2 separate regions of the Zea mays genome follow, and region 1 is linked to region 2. The links are chromatin contacts, called in public Hi-C maps. All regions are on one chromosome and are shown on one strand. The core of a region is the stretch at or near the end of the contact, and the rest is flanking DNA. Distances in the headings are between cores, read along the strand shown. Region 1 holds the start of LOC100283225. Region 2 holds the start of LOC100501140 (AUGMIN subunit 5).

Region 1 (3,266 bases), core at 155-2,654, 290 kb after region 2:
ATGTCGAATTGGAAGATTTTGTGCATGAATTCTACTCTGTACAAAGGTTCAAAAATGCATATAAGAGAATAATTGAACCACTACCTGATAAGTCTCAATGGCCAACAGTGGATCTGCCCTATGCGGTTGCTGCACCACTTGACAAGAGAGGTAAAGGAAGGTATAAGAAACTAAGAATTAAGAGTTGTTTGGAAGGTGGGAATAGCAAAGGGAAAAAAGTAGCTACAGAGAAAGGCAAGGAAGCTGACAAGAATGCAGTACTAGAAGCTGACATGGAGGGTTCAAACCAATCTGAGAAGGGGAAAAGGAAGATGATTAGAGGCAAAAGAAAGTGCAAAAGATGTGGAGAATTAGGTCACAGTGAAACTAGCTACAAGTGCCCATTGAACGGAACAAAGAAAAGGTAAGTGATGAAATGTCTAATTTGAACGTGTGCACTGTTATATTTGTATCTAACTGTGCTGTCCAACTTGTAGGAAGAGAAAGCCTCGCATGAATAGAACAAAGTATGGGGATAATGCCAAAATCCCCAAAACTCGACTTCAACGAAGTGTCCAAGGTCAAGGTGCTGTCCAAGGTGAAGCTAATGTCGAACTTGAAAGTGTTCAAGATCATGGTGTTGTCCAAACTGAAGCTGATGTCCAACTCGAAGTTTCTCTTCCGGTTACACCAACAAGGGAGTCTATTTTACAGGACAGCCCAATCAGAGTCACTAGGAGGTAAACATATCATTACGATTATGTTGCATCAAGTCATTGTTGTCTCATTAAATTACTGGTCTTTATTTTTTTCAGTCGGCTTGCTATGCTACTGGGAGATGGACAGATTGATATCCAGTCACCTCCCAAGACTACAACTCCTAAGAAGATGCTAGTGAAGAAGCTCACACCAAGGAAGCTGAAGAAAATGTGACAAGATTGTAATAACCTGCTGATTTCTATGTTATCTAAGATTTTAGTAAGCTAGTGTTAGAAGTGAACCTTGTTATGCTATCAGATGAACTATATTTGGATGGATATCGTAGTTATTTTGAACCTTGTTATGCTATCAGATAAATTGTGTTCTTTCTGAAACTGTGTTCATTCAGTTAAGAATGGGAAACTGTGTTCTGAATTTCTTAAACTGTGTTCATTCAGTTAAGATCGACTACTTTTTCACTTTGATGTTTCCCTGCCCCTCGCTGTTCATTCAGTTCTGAATTTCTGGAGCTTGCCCTGGTGCGTGCGTGCTGGAGCTTGCCTGGTGCGTGCAGGAGCTTGCCTTGTGCTTGTCGTGGGAGAGGATGAGAGGAGGAGATAATGGCTGAGAGAACAGAGAGGAGCCTGGTTTGGTGTGGTGCGGTACAGAGAGGAGGAGAAAACGCGAGAGACAGAGAACAGAGAGGAGCTGTTTTAGTTTAGGGGTAAAATAGTCCAATTAGTTGATACTTTATCAAATAACCCCCTAAATGGCATTTTATCTGTAATCCAGTGTTTGAAAATGGCGTAATAACGAAGCGTGTTCTCATAATGGCATTCGAGCGAATCCGTAGTTTGATAATGGCATAAATCCAATTTTCTCCTCCACCGAGCCGGCCGAATCAAATCGAACCGCGGGCAGCGCGCACGCGCAGCGACTGCCGGCGATGGCGAGCCTCACCCTGCCGCCGGCGCCCCCCAACCCACGCCAGGACGCCATCGACCTCCACAAGGCCTTCAAAGGTGCGCGCTACTTTCCCCTCGGGTTCCAGCTCAAATTTCCGTCTGCCCCACGTTTCGTCGGGGTCCGCCACGGCTCTGTTGTTCGGTTTTCGTTTTCGGTCACATATCGTGGCTGAATGAACAGGGGATTATGCTAATTGATACGGGGGCGGAAAGCGCCGTTGTTATTTGGTTGCGTGGCGGTTGCCTTCCGCGCATGCGATTTCGGGGATGTGTCCGGGAGCTGGACGAAGCTAGAGTAGCAGAGTTCGCTGTTCCAGGGGGCTGGCTGGACTGAGTTCAGATGGCAGATGGGCAGGTGGTCGAGGAGGGTTCTGGTTATTAGAGGCTTTACATAGGCTACTCCCTATTTCACCTCTTTATCTCACTCCCTACTTCAAACAGCCTTCCCATTCCACCTCTTCTTATCTCACCCCTACTCCAAACTCAACTGTGCAGTCTACAGTGTTTTACACGGCCACACGCTACGCTGAGTACGGATGAAGTTATTGCGGTGATCAAGACATTTTTTTTGTTTTATCTGCCTACAACTACAATTTGAGGTCAAGTGTGTAGTGGATTAATATAAGGGCAATCCACGTGTGAGTTCCAGCCTTGAATAGTCTGTTCTTGGGTCAACTAGCACAATTCTGTTAGTGTAGGCGCCATAGACCATATGTCTATTAGTATACAGTGGCTGAGTGAAATGCATAGTAACTATAAGGCTCACATATAAGTTTCACATATATTAGAATTTCTTTTTAAAGAAAGCATGGTGTTGTTTTACATGCTCTAATATTTATGACTAAACAATATCTTAAGAGTGCACCGCACCAACTGCCCAAACAAAAGACAAAAAACCAGTTCAACTGCTTCTAGACTTGGAGGAATTTATTTGTTACTGACATGTATAACCCCTCTGCTCTTTTCTGTTTAGGGCTTATTTTGATTCTTGGCTAGTTGCGCCATAATTTGTCTTAGATTAGTCGGCCAAATTAAAGAACTAACCTTAGGGAAAAAAAGTTAGGCAAACTAGGACAAACTAGGGAGGGCGCGAACCAAACAGACCCTTAGTATTTTTGACATTTTATGGCTTAGAGATGTGAATTTTACCATTATTGTAACTTTATATAAAAATGTGATTATGTGATCTCTTATATTTTTATCAACAAGATTCAAAATTGTTGTTTACAGTGAGTTTGGTTTGATATGCTTGAATGGCGACAACTGCTGTCTACAAGTTAGCATGAATTGTTGAACTTAGACATGTAATTGATTTCCAGTAATTGAGTGTTGTGCATGCTTTTATGCTTTTACTTAAATATCAAAGCCTTTTCCCATTACTGACTTGCAGGAGGTGGTCACTAAACACACTGACTTTCTTTATATTGTGCCTTGGTTGATGGTTGTCCAGGGTTTGGATGTGACAGTACAACAGTGATAAACATACTTACTCATCGCGATTCGGTGCAGCGTGGACTCATTCAACAGGAATACAGGGCTATGTATCATGAGGAACTCTCCCACCGTATTTCATCTGAACTCAGTGGAAACCACAAGGCATGAAAAGTTCTTGAAGGATTGTTC
Region 2 (3,662 bases), core at 583-3,082:
CTTTAGGGAATCCAATGCAACAAGTTTAACATATGTTGGTATTTCACCAACCAAGTCAATACCCAGCTTTTCTGCATCTAATTGGCAACTTGAATTAATGCCACACCCTTCAAATGCCGGGAATGAACTTCGAATTGTTTCAATCATATCCGCAGCAAGAGTTTCACATGCCTTCCGAATGCTCCTTTCACCTGCAGTTTCTAAAAGATCCTCTGGCAATCTATTGCTTTTGATAGTCGATGGGTAAAGATCATCTCTATCACTCTGCAATTGCATATCCACAAGAGCACCTGTAGCTCCAGCCACGCCTATACTTGATCTTCGCACGTCCCTTGCTTGGTTAACGAACTGATGTAGCCGGCGCTGGTATTCAGCAAATATTTTGTGCGCTTCATCGCATTGCTGTTCATATGCTTGGAGCATAACTTGCTTGTGCCTATTTTTAATTTTTTAAAAAAAATGTCAATTGTTGTAGATCTGCTACAAGCACACCATCACCACTTGGCACAATTTATATAAAGAAATAAGTGAAATTGCAAAGGATGGCGGGAGAAACACAAATGCAGTATCAGTATCACTTATTGTTTTCAAATAGATCATGTTAATGCTGACCATAAAACAACTATACCACCAACATTGACGCCGACTGCCTCTGTGTGTGAGCTCAACGGCCTTTTAACATGCTAGGAGTTGGGTATGACTTCTCATATGTCAGCAGGCTTACTACTAAGAATTTCATGGCTTATTAATGCAACAAGCCAACAAACACATAGAAATATGAATTTATTAGCACTTAAAAACTTTCAAAGGGATTGTCATCAGATGTTGGTATATGCACAAACACTGATTCCAGATGTAGACAATTGATAGGAATAGGAATATAAAGATAGTATTTGTTTTTTTACTAATGAAGGAACATCAAACTGAGTAGATTGTATAGATGGCGTTTTACTATGTGCCATCTTCTGGATTTCATATATCTGAAAACCCCTTTGTTCACACAAAAGTATAGTCCGTTCACAGCAAAGTATATTCCTATCAAACTAGGATTAACAATGATGTCAGCTTCCAAGCAATCATATCAATACAACGTGCACCATTATTTTTATTAGTGGAATAGTTACAGCCAGGAGCACCTACATCTTTTGTGCCATTTCTGAGAAGATTTTGTAAGCCCCAAAACTGAATACAAGGATGTAGCAACAATTAAATCGCCTAGAAGAACCCCACAATTCTGCTATAGTTTCAGGTACCTGGCATTGGAGCGCTCACCGAGGACGCGCTTGCGCTCCGCCTCCTCCCTGGCGACCTCCGCGATGCGCGCGCGAAGCTCCTTGCGCTGCCTCCTCACGATCCCACGCAACCGCTCGGCCTCCTCAGCGGCGAGGTCCCGCTCCCTCGCCTCGGCCTCCCTGGCCGCAGCGTCACCCGCGCCCGCCCCCATCGCTCCGCCCTCCCGCGCCCGCCGGGCCGCGACGCCGTGGACGAGGATATTGCGGCGCGCGGTGGCGACGGTTCGCTCGGAGCGGACGCGGCGGAGCAGGAAGGACCAGACGGGGATCATGTTGCCCCGGCAGATCTTGCGGAGCTGATCCGGTGCAGGAGGGGCCGAGGGGTACCCCATCTCGTCCTGCAGCCACTCGATGATGGCATCCGGGGAGACGCCTCCGGGGCCGCTACCCCCCGAGACGGAGGACGCGGGCATCGCTGCCGGCGGTCGCGCAAACCCTAGCCACGCGGCGCTCGATCTGGGGAGAGGGGATTGGGGTAGGGGAGGGTGGCTAGTGGCGGTAGAGGGAGGGAGTGCGAATGTTTTTTTGAAACTTTCTTGTGGGTTTGCGTTGGATCTGTCCGCTTGAACGGCGCTGGCCGGCTGTTTGCCAGTCGAGGTCGAGGACGGCCGTTGCGGGTGAGAGCCCTGTGTGAGTGTCAGTGTCGCTGCCGTGTGTCAGTGGACCATGGCACCTCTCTTTATTTTCTAGACAATTCAGAAATTATACTAATCCATTTTCATTTGGATATATTGAAGATATTAAAATTAAATTAGATCAAATATCAAATCTGTTAGTATTGGAAGTGAGTTTCAAATCATTTTTGTTTGAATGTATATGACTTACCATTCCATCCAATACCTAGAGTTTTGGCTCTGAATTAGACACTTTTTAGTTCAAGTACAATTCCAAAGAATTGAGCTTTAATTTCAGCTCTGAATTCTTTAGTAAGCCAAAAACAGGAATTCAGAATTCATGATTCCAATTCCCAATTTCATTATTAAATATCTACATCCAAACAGGGTATTATGTGTCACTAGATCCACATGTCATACATAAAAAAAATATCTCCTAAATATTATTCAATGACACATAAGTGACGAATATAAAATCCAATGGCATCTAGAAGATTTTTCTACGGGTGTCGGCTCTTCAATGGGTCTCTATCCTCGACAAAAGAAACATTATCACATTATTTTATATGACATTAACGGACACACTACATCCAATAACAATACATCACAAATAAATCTAAGAAAAAACATTATAATCATTCAAAACAATAAAAAAAGTAACACGTGGACTGGTGGGCAGGACAGCTGGTGGCTGATCGTTTAGGTTGTGTGGATGGGTGCTTAAAAGAGTTGTGAGATGTAGGATTAGTTGTTGGGCATATGGTATATTGGGCTGCACAGTGATTTTACTGCGTAAATTTTACCCATACGTATCTGGTTTGGATTATGCTTTTCCATACTCATACCCACCATATCCAATATGTGAATAATTTCTCCTAAATTTATATCCATGGGGATTAAAATCTTCACATACTCTAAGCTTAATAGAGGAATTATACATGGATTAACGGGTATCGGGTCTGCATTGGCACCTCTAAGTATACCTAACTCTCTAGTGATACACACCATCGGCAAAATCTACCCTCTTCTTTCCAAGATTATTGTTAAAGGGTGTTTGGTTCTGGGGACTAAAGTTTAGGCCCCTTTGAAATGTAGAAATTCTAAAGAAATCATACAGGAATTATTTATTTTTTAGGAAAAACATAGGAAATAACATTCCAAATAGGGCCTTAGTACGTATCACATGACATGTTTGAAAAGTTATTACGAGTATTAAATAGTCTAATTATAAAATTAATTACATAGGTGGAGACTAAACAATGAGATAAATTTATTAAGCCTAATTAATACACGGTTAGCAAATGTTTACTGTAGCATTATATGATCAAATCATAAACTAGTTAGGTTTAATAAATTTATCTTATCATTTAGTCATCATTTGTGTAATTAGATTTATAATTACATAATATTTAATATTTATGACCGGCATTCAAACATCCGATATGATATGGACTAAATTTTAATCTCTACTACTTATAAGTTAGCAATAGTAGTCTGCCTTTTTGTGTTCTGCCATTTTGCGATCTCAGCCGTCCATTCTACCTTTCTACAATCTCAGCCGTCCAATCCCGCACACCAGTTTTCCGCGCGCAGAAAAAAAATCAAACTGTGGCTGCCTAGGGATCGAACCTTGGATCTATTAAGTAGAATGCATAGCCTTCCACCCTCTACCAACATGACTCATGTTGAATTGTGTACAACTTCAACTAAAACGTCTTTTGTGTTTAACCCACCGTCCACTCTGTATGCTAACTGA

The links. Hi-C and Micro-C count contacts between places; a contact is called where the count stands out from the background.
Region 1: a Hi-C map of ear shows a contact between it and region 2, with 2.2 times the contacts expected there. The contact joins the promoter of LOC100283225 here to the promoter of LOC100501140 in region 2. A contact is called at or near these places in 2 of 25 Hi-C or Micro-C datasets (ear and tassel).

The regions. Positions count from the first base shown.
Region 1 is chr2:183,878,103-183,881,368 of Zm-B73-REFERENCE-NAM-5.0, forward strand. LOC100283225 reads left to right here and starts at 1,405. Exons shown (of 7, transcript NM_001156127.2): 1 at 1,405-1,700; 2 at 3,094-3,239. The coding sequence starts at 1,625. It overlaps LOC103647399, which reads left to right. Exons shown (of 4, transcript XM_008671942.2): 2 at 1-403; 3 at 477-719; 4 at 795-1,122. The coding sequence ends at 912.
Region 2 is chr2:183,591,487-183,595,148 of Zm-B73-REFERENCE-NAM-5.0, forward strand. It overlaps LOC100501140 (AUGMIN subunit 5), which reads right to left and starts at 1,833. Exons shown (of 10, transcript NM_001195943.1): 1 at 1,254-1,833; 2 at 1-436. The coding sequence starts at 1,705.